Linked DNA regions of Solanum lycopersicum: region 1 is linked to region 2. The links are chromatin contacts, called in public HiChIP or PLAC-seq maps. All regions are on one chromosome and are shown on one strand. Each heading gives the region's core, a stretch centred on a gene start, on an enhancer-like site or on the middle of the called end of the contact. The rest is flanking DNA. Distances are from core to core; before and after follow the strand shown. Region 1 holds the start of LOC101256517 (heavy metal-associated isoprenylated plant protein 32). Region 2 has its middle 9.1 kb from the start of LOC101246861.

What was found. HiChIP or PLAC-seq counts read pairs in DNA pulled down with a chosen protein or histone mark.
Region 1: an RNA polymerase II HiChIP or PLAC-seq map of leaf shows a contact between it and region 2, with 7 times the contacts expected there. The contact joins the promoter of LOC101256517 here to the enhancer-like site in region 2. A contact is called at or near these places in 1 of 1 promoter capture datasets (leaf), 6 of 8 Hi-C or Micro-C datasets (leaf and leaf mesophyll) and 1 of 1 datasets of contacts at active chromatin or transcription factors (leaf).

Annotation. Positions count from the first base shown.
Region 1 is chr1:75,349,965-75,355,331 of SLM_r2.1, forward strand. It overlaps LOC101256517 (heavy metal-associated isoprenylated plant protein 32), which reads right to left and starts at 2,202. Exons shown (of 3, transcript XM_004229390.5): 1 at 1,686-2,202; 2 at 1,355-1,430; 3 at 1-1,270. The coding sequence starts at 1,715.
Region 2 is chr1:75,307,206-75,312,379 of SLM_r2.1, forward strand. No RefSeq gene overlaps it. Among protein-coding and RNA genes, the nearest start is that of LOC101246861, 9.1 kb to the left of the region's middle. Within about 2 kb of position 1,251, at least 2 of the 2 cell types and tissues checked have open chromatin away from gene starts, as enhancers often do. A contact at or near this core is called in leaf, where this site is marked.

The DNA of each region.
Region 1 (5,367 bases), core at 952-3,451, 44 kb after region 2:
GCATTACCACCACTACCACCTCCACCGCCCCCCATTGCCGCCCCTGCTGGTAGGCCTTGGACTGCTGAAACATGGCTCATTTGCCCCACTGGATTACCCATTTGACCCATTGGAAGACCACCCATTTGGCCCACTGGAAGACCACCCATTTGACCCATCTGCCCCATTGGATTAGGCATGTTTCCCAACTGGCCCATGTTTACACCTCCACTCATAGCCATCATCCTGTTTGGCATGCCTTGAGGCATCCCATCATTTCCTCCACCTCCTTTTTTGGCCCCATTGCCATTCATGTTAGGAATATTGCCAGCACCACCGCCGCCGCCACCATTCTTGTTCTGTCCACCACCACTCGGCTGCCCTCCACCATTCTTGCCACCCTTTTGAGCAGGTGGTCCTCCACCTTGATTTGGGTTTCCCCCATTTCCACCGCCTTTCTTACCACCGTTATTTCCGCCCATGTTAATCTGAACAGGGACATTACCACCACCTTTTTTCCCGTTACCACCACCGCCATTATTGCCACCATTGTTTCCGCCATTACCACCCTTCATAAGCTGAGGGTGCTGCCCATTCATCATCATCATATTAGGCATCTGACCTCCTCCACCATTACCACCCATCATCTGCTTCATCTGAGCTCCAGGATTACCACCCATCATTGGTGGCTTCATCTGAGCTCCTCCTCCTCCTCCATTACCACCCATCATTGGCAGCTTCATCTGAGCAGCACCACCTGCACCCGGGCCCATCATCCCCTTCATTTTCACCGGGATATCATCCAGTTCATCATCCAACTCATCCTCATCAAAATCATCATCCTCGTCATCAGTCAAATCATCCTCATCAAAATCATCATCAGTTAAATCATCCACCTCAGGCATGGTAAACTTAACAGCCTTTGGATTCTGGTCTTTCCCCATTGGGGGAAGTTTCAAGTCCTTGAATTGTGGGGGCAGCTTCAGATCTTGTAAATTCTTCAACTGTTGAAGTTGCTGCTGATTTGGCATTTGAGCTCCTCCTCCTCCACCTCCTCCACCTTTTGGCTGATTGTTCCCACCTTTCTGAACTTGGACTTGGCCTTGGCCTTTGTTATTACCACCTTTACCATTATTATGCTGATTTTGTTGGTTGTTAACAGCCTTGGGAGCACCCCACAACTCTGCATGTTTCCCACTCTTGGCTAATTTCTTGATCAGAGTGGCAGCCTCTACATTTCCAGAAACAGTCACTTTTCCTTGTTCTGAATCTATGTTTGTCTTATAAACCCCTGGATATTTTAAAAACAGAGTATAAAACAAGCCATATATAAATCATATTTGGATATTCATATATTGAGTCTTGGGAAAAATACCTTCAATCTTTTGCAAGATTTTCTTTACTTTATGCTTACATCCATCACAGTGTATATTGACTTTAAGGACACAAGTCTGCATGCACAAGCAAAGCCAGCCAAACCCAACACAGAACAGAGTAAAGTAATCAACTTTCTCAGAAACAATAGTGAATAAATCCATAACAAGTTTTGATCTTTCATTCAAACAAATACTAATTACTTCACAAAAATGGAAACAGAGGATCTTGAATTAGAAACTCAAGCAACCCCCCTCCCCCCCCAAAAAAAAAACAATTTACACACACACACACATTATTAGAATGAGCCAATTGAGGAGAGAAAAAAGTACCTGGATCTTCAAGAACTCTTCTTTACTCATATCTCCAAGCTGATGAACAAAAAATCAAACAAAAGGGGTAATATTGAAATGAGAAAAGATGAGATTTTTATAGATAATAGATCTGGAAAGAAACTAAAAATCAACACAGAAATGGTGAATTTACACACACACTAAAAAACTCAAACACCCCCTTTCTCCATTCTTTTTCCTCAAATGGGGTTCTACCAAACAAACACAGAGAGCAAAATGTGAGGAAAAACACCAATCTTGATTAGAAAGAAAAGAAAACTGAAGTGATTTAGAGAAGGAAGAAAAGGAGAAAGTTTTCAGCAATGGGTTGTAGACATTATTATAACTTCTCTAATAGTTCCTCTATTTCAGAGTTAAAGAAAAAGAGAGAGAGAAAGAGGTAAACACTCAAAGAAAGAGCAGACTGGCACAAAGAGTGAGAGAAAAGAGAAGAGAAGGGTGGCCTATAAATGTTCTCACTCACACTTCTTTGTTTTTGCCCTTTATTTATTATTGTAAATTTTCATTTACTTTTATTAGTTTTAGGGCTTTCTTGGAAAATAAAAGAAAATCTAAAAACTCTCGTCTCTTTTCAGTTGTCATGTTATTTTTATTAAAAGTTAATTTAATTAATTTTTAAAATTATATTAAATGATATATATGATTAAAAAAATTTGGATACTAAAAAATGATTAAGGAAATACTATATGTTATAACATTTTGTATCTCAATATGGTAAAATATTAATTAAAATTTGACTTCGAAAAACATGACAATTAAAAGAGAACGAAAAGAATAGTCAATATTATCTGAAGAAGAAAACTTTTTTTTGGCTTTTTCCTCTTTTACATTTAATTTCTTTTACTTCTTTTGGTTTAGGGGCTTTGATGACTTAAACTAGTTGGCTTCATGGCTTGGCTTAATGGCTTGTTGTGAGTTGGTTGTAAGTTGGTCAGCAAAGTATAATAAAACTAAGAAAGTAACAAAACTGATAAATAAAAGAAATTATTTATTATACAACAAAAATGAATAAACTCTTGGCAGAATTTATCCCAACAAGGTAATAATGTAATAAATGAGGTAGGAAGCAAATATTACTCTCAAATTTTGGACCTTATGCAGCAAATTACTGTCATTTCTCCTCCTTAAAATGTCAATTCTAAAACTTCCTTTTAATTATTTTAATGATTTTTCACACCATGATTTAATTTATTGATTAAAATTTTGAGTATCACATATTTATATATTGATAAATAATGTGTATTTAACTTTTTTTTTATTAAGATTAAATTATTTGATTTTGTAGAAACATCTACGCACATAGATATTTACCATGATTTAATGTGAAGGAAATTTAATAAATTTTTTGGAAAAAAATTCATAAAAAGTCATTCAATTATACAAATTTGATTAATGATCGATATTTACCATGATTTAATGTGAAGGAAATTTAATAAAATTATTGGAAAAAAGTTCATAAAAAGTCATCCAATTATACAAATTTGATTAATGATAGATATTTACCATGATTTAATGTGAAGGAAATTTAATAAAATTTTTGGAAAAAAATTCATAAAAAGTCATTCAATTATACAAATTTAATTAATGATAGATATGTACCATGATTTAATGTGAAGGAAATTTAATAAAATTTTTGGAAAAAAATTCATAAAAAGTCATTTAATTATACAAATTTGATTAATGAATTTGCAAATAATGTGATGTCCAAATATTATTCATAATTTAAGGAAATAAAGTTCGATAGTGGACTCTCTTGCAAATAAAGGAAGGAAGTAAGTCAATTTGAGTTGTTTTGCTTATTTTATTTTTTAGGTCTTTCTCATAATTTGGAAAATTATATTTATCTAGTACCTAATAGTTCTGAGTCCAATTTATTGATTTATATTTTGTCGTTACCAATAAAAATTAAACTTTCTCCGAGTTTACAATTAATTATTATGAATTTTTTTTATAAAGTCAAATTATAAAAATTTTAATTAATTTTTTATGATGTATATTTTCATTATATTGATATGCAAAAAAAATTATAATTTATATTATTTTTATATGATTTTTGAATATTTATTTTTAAAAAAAAAACATATCAAATTAACGTAATCTAATTTAACTTTAAAAATTAGTCAAATTAACTTTTGAAAAACACAAAATGACAAATAAAAGTTGACAGAGAAAATATATCTTGCTAAAATATAAACCTTTTAGGACCTAATTAAAGTGAATATGACTATACTACATCAAAGATGATCATAGCGACTATTATTTTTTAATTGTTATTAAATATATATTTTAACTGTAATTAATATGTATAAGTTTTTAAAATATTTAGCGATATTGGTTTTAATTGCACGTAATTAGTGGCGATAAAGATTTTAGCACTCTTTATTACGGTCAATATTTACTGTCGCTAAAAGTTATTTTTGTTATAGTGTACATTATTTAGGACCCGTTTGGTCGTAGATTTTTCAAGTAAAATTTGGGAAAACTTTAGGTAGTTAAATAGTATTTGTCTATAATTATTTGGCAAATAACTTAAATTATCAAGTACTAGAAAAAATCAATATTTGGGCAAATCTCATTATTGAAAACTTTTAAGTATTTAAATTCTACACCAAACTTTTATCTTTTATAAAATATATCTGTAGTATTTGTTTGCGTTTTATTACAAACATTTTACATGAACACCAAAAATATTGATGAACTATTCAGTGAATATGAAAGCGATGATATGGTTGTTGATAAAAATGACGAACAATTGGTTTAGAATAATAGAATCATGTGCTTTGTCTACTTCACAATGTATGTAAAGATGCTTGTTGCACTCACTCCAAATTATCGCATTAATCCAATGTCATGGACGGTGCTTTTTATTTGTTGCAACGAAGATTCAGCTTGTTGCTGAAGTCATGAATCTTATTATGTCGACGTTTCTATTTTGCTATGTAATACAAATTATCGTTAATTTTGTTAGTTTTTAAAACTTATGAATATAAGTTATATTTATTTAAAAATGAAATGTATTTTCTAAATATTATGGCAAAAAACATGATAAAATTTCACTCAAATTCTCACTCATATAATATTTACAAAAATATTTAAAAGTTTATGACAAAACGCTAGCTTAGCATCCCATCCCAAAGGGATCTCCCACTATTTATTTTAAGTAACTAGGAGATAATTAGACTCCTCTCTGTGTATATATTGGATGTAATATCCTAGAGTTCTCATATTGAACTATATTACAATTCCTTCGTCTTGTATTATTATGGATAACTCTCTTTATTCCACTTAATGATTACAAAAAAGTTTATATACTTCAATAAAAGTGAATTATATAAAATAAAGAAAAAACTTTTATAGATCAAAAATTGTATAGACAAACTAATTGAGTGACTTATATATCTTACTATGAGTCATCCTAACATATGTAATAAAAGTATAAGTCAAGTTAATTTCTATTATCAAGTTCTACGAGGTTCACCATTCTACTTTACTTAAGAAAATTACTATTTTTCTCATTTACGTAGATGATATAATTATAACGATAAAGATAAATTTGATATGTGAAAATTGCGTTACACTCCTAGTTCAAGATAAAGAATCTAGAAAAGCTAATTTTTTTTTGAATTTAAGATAAATTGTGTAAAAAATGCTCTAATTTAAG
Region 2 (5,174 bases), core at 1-2,500:
ATGAATTATCAGTCAGAGATCTTAAAAAAAATGCTTGACATGCTAGAAGATATTTTCATGCAAAATATTTTTTTTTAGGAAAAGTTACTTTTGTGTTTGATTTCCTAAAACTCTATTTTAAGAAAAATATTTTGCATCAAAAACCACTTATTAGATGAAAGTCGTTAATTTTCCTTTACAACAGTCTAAATTCGTTAATCAATATTGTATTTTCTTTTTTCATATTTTTAAGAAAATATAAACTAAAAGAGTGATTTTGACAGAATTATTTTTATCTTGGTCGATCTTAATTTAATTTCACTGTTTTTTTCATCATACTAATCTCTTTACACCTTTATTGATTACGGTTAAATATAAAAATGAATAATTAATTGTAAATCAACTATTGTTACTAAGCATGATTATTAGAATTATCCGAATGGAGTATACTATTTATATTAATTAGTCAATGTGTTTGATAAATAATTGAGAGAATAAGTAAATATAAATAAATTAAAATTTATTTATAATATATTGGACATAAAATTAAAATTTTATTTTTAATATTTACAGTCACATTCAAAATTTTAAAATAGAATTAATTAAGAGTGTAATTTAACAGGAGCCTTTAAGTTGAAACGGGGGGAGGAGTGAGGACTTTAGTCACTAAAAATGTAATGTTAATCAATTTTAACTTTTTATTAGTGAGCTTAAACGATTCTTTAATCATTCAGATTTCCACGCTAATTCCTTTGTGATATAACATTCTTTTTTTCCTCCTACTTTATTGGAGTAATTCCTACTTAATTATTTTATACGTGTGAAAATGATATTACAAATATTAAATTATCATGATAAAAGTTACAATTTTTAAATAATTCTTTTATTACTATTACGATATTTGATACAATTTTTGACATATATTCGACATTTATATTAACAAAAGAATATCGTATCAAAAATATATTATTATGTCAATATTAGTCATTTAGAAAAAAAAATATTTTTCTATTATTTAAAAAAAAAAAAAAAAAAAGGAAGCGGCGAGAAATTGTGTTTGGTTTCTAAATTGGGACCCACCGTACTTCCAAAAAAGATTCCGTTTACTATCCGCACAAAAGGTGTATAGCAGGCTAAACGCCAATTATCGCCGTTAATGATGCTTCCGTCATCGTTTAAATTTCTGTTGATTTCCTCATTTACCCTTCGTAAAATCATTTAATTGCTCTTCCTTGCCACTTTACCGTTTCAATTTGTTCAACCAACGCCGTTTTGTTCGGCTTGGCTCGACTCAATAAGCCATTGAGCTATTTTCTCTCCTTTTTTTTGGTGTGTGTTTACATTTTGACCCCAATAGTTTTTTTATAATTGCATTTGAAGGGAAAATGTAGTAAATGAGGTTTTAATTTATTCATTGGAAATTGTAAGGAAAATTGGAGTAAATGAGATAAGGAAAGAAGAATGCAAGTTGGGATTTTCATATGACAAGAGGTGAATTGAGAGTTAGTTGTAGGGTATATAATGTTGACTGATTTTTTAAAGACATTTAATGGGGCATGTACCTTTGGGATATGAATTAAGTTTTATACTTAGGTGAAATTTTAATTTTAAAAATATAGAAGTTATATGCATCAACTACAAAACTTAGGTAAAGAAAATTTTAGTAGCTTTTTGATTGATTAGCTCAATTTTTAATTTGTTGGTGAGATTTGATTTTCACATTGTAGATTTCTTTCTAACTTTTCTTTTCCCTATTCCTAGCTAAGATTTAAAAATAAATAAAAAGAATATAAGGTGGCAATTAAGACGGATAAAATTTACGTGCATCGGGTGTTTACGTCGATTTAATATATGCATGTTACGTGTTTAAATTTATAGTTTATTTTACTCAATTTTAATTAATTAACATGTATTAAAATATATATATCAAAATGTATCGAATAAATTTATATATATAAAAAAATTATATTATTTTTTTAAAAAAAATGAAACATACAACTTTTCTGGCGGGTCTGGAAATGACTATAAGTCAAAAAATTATTAACACCCAAAGTTCTAACTCCAAAACTTATTACTATGTTATTTCTATTGAAACTAAATTTGTTTTCGTATTTTGATTTTTGAAAAGTAAACTACAAGATATTTTTTGTCTCCTGTTATTCAAGTTTTCTTATTGAAAACTTAATTTTAGTTATTGATAGTTCGGTTTTTGAGTTAGTTTTCTTATTCATGTGATTTAAGTTCTGATTTTGCTTAACTTTGTTTAACTTTACGATATTATAAAATAGTTGACCTCACAATAAAGCTAAATAGAGTTCTGATAGAGTATATACGAATAATGCTAAATGGAGTGTATCAGTAATTTTGTATTAATAATGTTGATATTAATAATATTTGTATTTATTATTTCTTATGCATTATTTGATTTAACGTACTAAATATAATAATATGTATTGCATAAAAAAAATTATTTACAAATATATCATTCAAAAATAATTGAAAAAGTTACAAAAAAAATTTGAAGGACAATGAGATCTTTAACCATGGTAATGGATACACTAAAATGGTTGAGGATTTGAAGAATTGCATCACAATACAACTGTACATTGCCTTATAGATTAGTAATTGCTTGTTGGTTAGTTACATAACATAATTGTTTATGCAAAGTGTACTTAGTTGGATAGGTTAATTATAGTGTTTAGTTAGTCGATAATTTTGTATAAATAGATCAACATACAGTTGTAAATCTAAATATTGAAAATATGTTGTATAACAATCACAATTTCCCTCCTCTCTGATTTTTTATTTCCTTCGATTCTCTACGCATTTCCATGGCGGATATTCATGAGTTCTGAATAAAAATTCCTTCTATTACTAATATCTAAAAATTCATAGTACTAGTAATACGCATACACATTTTAATACACAATAGAGTGTATAATTAATTTAAGGGGAACTTTCTCATATGGCCACTCCAAAATAGCTCAATACGTTTCATAGTTATAGCTTGCTAATTACGATTTGTAGCTGCATGCTATAGGGATGAGAGTGGCGAGCGAGATTGGGAGAGGGAGGAGAGAGGTGAGAGAGAGAGGACAGCGAGAGGAGACAGGCGAATTATATATATATATCGAATTGTGTATGTATATCTGCAAATAATTGTATAAATATAACTAATATACATATGTATTTGTCTATTCGGCAAGTGAGATTGGGAGAGGAAGGAGAGAGGGAACGAGAGAGGGCATAGAGTTGAGAGAGTGGTATATATTTATGTAATTGTGTGTGTGTGTGTATATTTATATATATATATATATAACTGATATACATATGTATTAGTATATCTGGCGAGAGAGGGATGAGAGGGGCGAGCGACATTAGGAGAGAGAAGAGAGTGGCGAGCAAGAAATGCAAGAGAATAGAGATATGCTAATTGTATTTGTATATATGTGTATAATTCGTACTTGTACATGTACAAAAGAGGACAAGTGGCGTAATTAAAACTAAAATTAAGTTGTGAGCCATATTTGATTCAAATTATAGCTATATTAGCTAATTAACTAGTATATATTTATTTTTTACATAATTGTCTCCTAATTTAATCGTACATAGCATGTTAATCAAGATATTTTTAACACATAGAATTAATATATGCATTTCCTTTGCTAATTATACACTCTACCAAACAATCCTAACCACCTTTTAACTTATCAACCAAATAGGGAGGAAAATAACCACAGTTTGAATTTTACTTCACCACTCCAACACCTATACTCCAAATGAAATGTGATGTTGATGAAATAAAAGACAATGCATATGATCAATAAATATATATACACTCTTCCTATGTTAGATAATTGGGATCAATAAAGGATTAGCAAGGTCCATATTCAAATGTTGGGCAAAATCAACACTCTTTAAAATTCTCTATATAGTTTTGATATTTAAAAATAAGACACTAAAATAAAAGGTTGAGTAAATATAAATATCCATTTTATTCATAAAGAAAAAAATGAACAAATAATATGGACATGAATAATGAGTTGTGGGGTGCAAAGGCAGTGGGCAAAATATAGCCAAATCCCATCATATCATGTGATCTTTCAGTACATAATATAAAATTCCTCGATTATTGAGCTTTGAACTTAAGAATTTCCATTGGAATTATAATTATAATTATAATTTCCCCACCACCCTCTAAACTCTCCCTTTTTTTGACTTCTATTTTCACTTTAATTTAATTAAATGAGTAAAGCATAATGTATTCATTAAAAATAGCATACTGTGTCCTCTGCTATTCTAATGTTGTTAAAGGTGTAGTTAGTATGCACCAAAATGAGAGGTTTTAGGGTAAAAGGTGTGACCTAGCTACTACTGCAGCCTAAAGTGTTTATGTTAGGGAAACATTGAACTAAAACATTATATTTTGCTTTGTCCCACACAATTCACTAATAAAACAAGAGACAACTTAATGTATGTTTTATGTCATTCACACATATTCTTTTATGTAACATGCATGTTTTTCCCCTTCAAATTCTAGTAATGCCTTCACATTGATTTGAATGGGCTTCTAGCTTATGATCCCCACTAGCTACCCTCTTGAACTTTATGTTAGCACACGAACAGCGGCAAAGCTCAAATTTTCAATAAAGAATTTAATATCTAAAGAAGTGAATAGAAGAATTAATTAAATGAGGGTTCAACATTTTTTATATATACACATATATATATATATATAAAATAGTCATGTATAAATAGTAATATTTCTGTCAAAGGGGGTTTAGATGAACCCGTGAAAGTATGTTAGTTCCACCCTTGCTTTGTGGGTCGTTTGCTTGATAGATATAAAATAAGTTATTTATATATTAATTTTTATATAATTTATATGACTTTTAATAGATAGAAAGAAAAAAATATTTACATATAGAATTACACAATCGAAAAACATATATAACTAATTCATATATAAATTATTAAAAAATCTACTTATTATTTTATATAAAAGATATATTTAATCCTTTCAAAAACTATAGTACATGCATAAAATTAAAGCTGCCTTTTATACCTAATGACCTTTTTTTTCTCTCTAATACATAGTGCATCTGCATCCTACCAAGTGTTCCCTTTATATCTACATAGTGTTTTGCGCCATAATCTTAATGGTTAAAAATTAAATTGATTTTTATTTTTTTGGA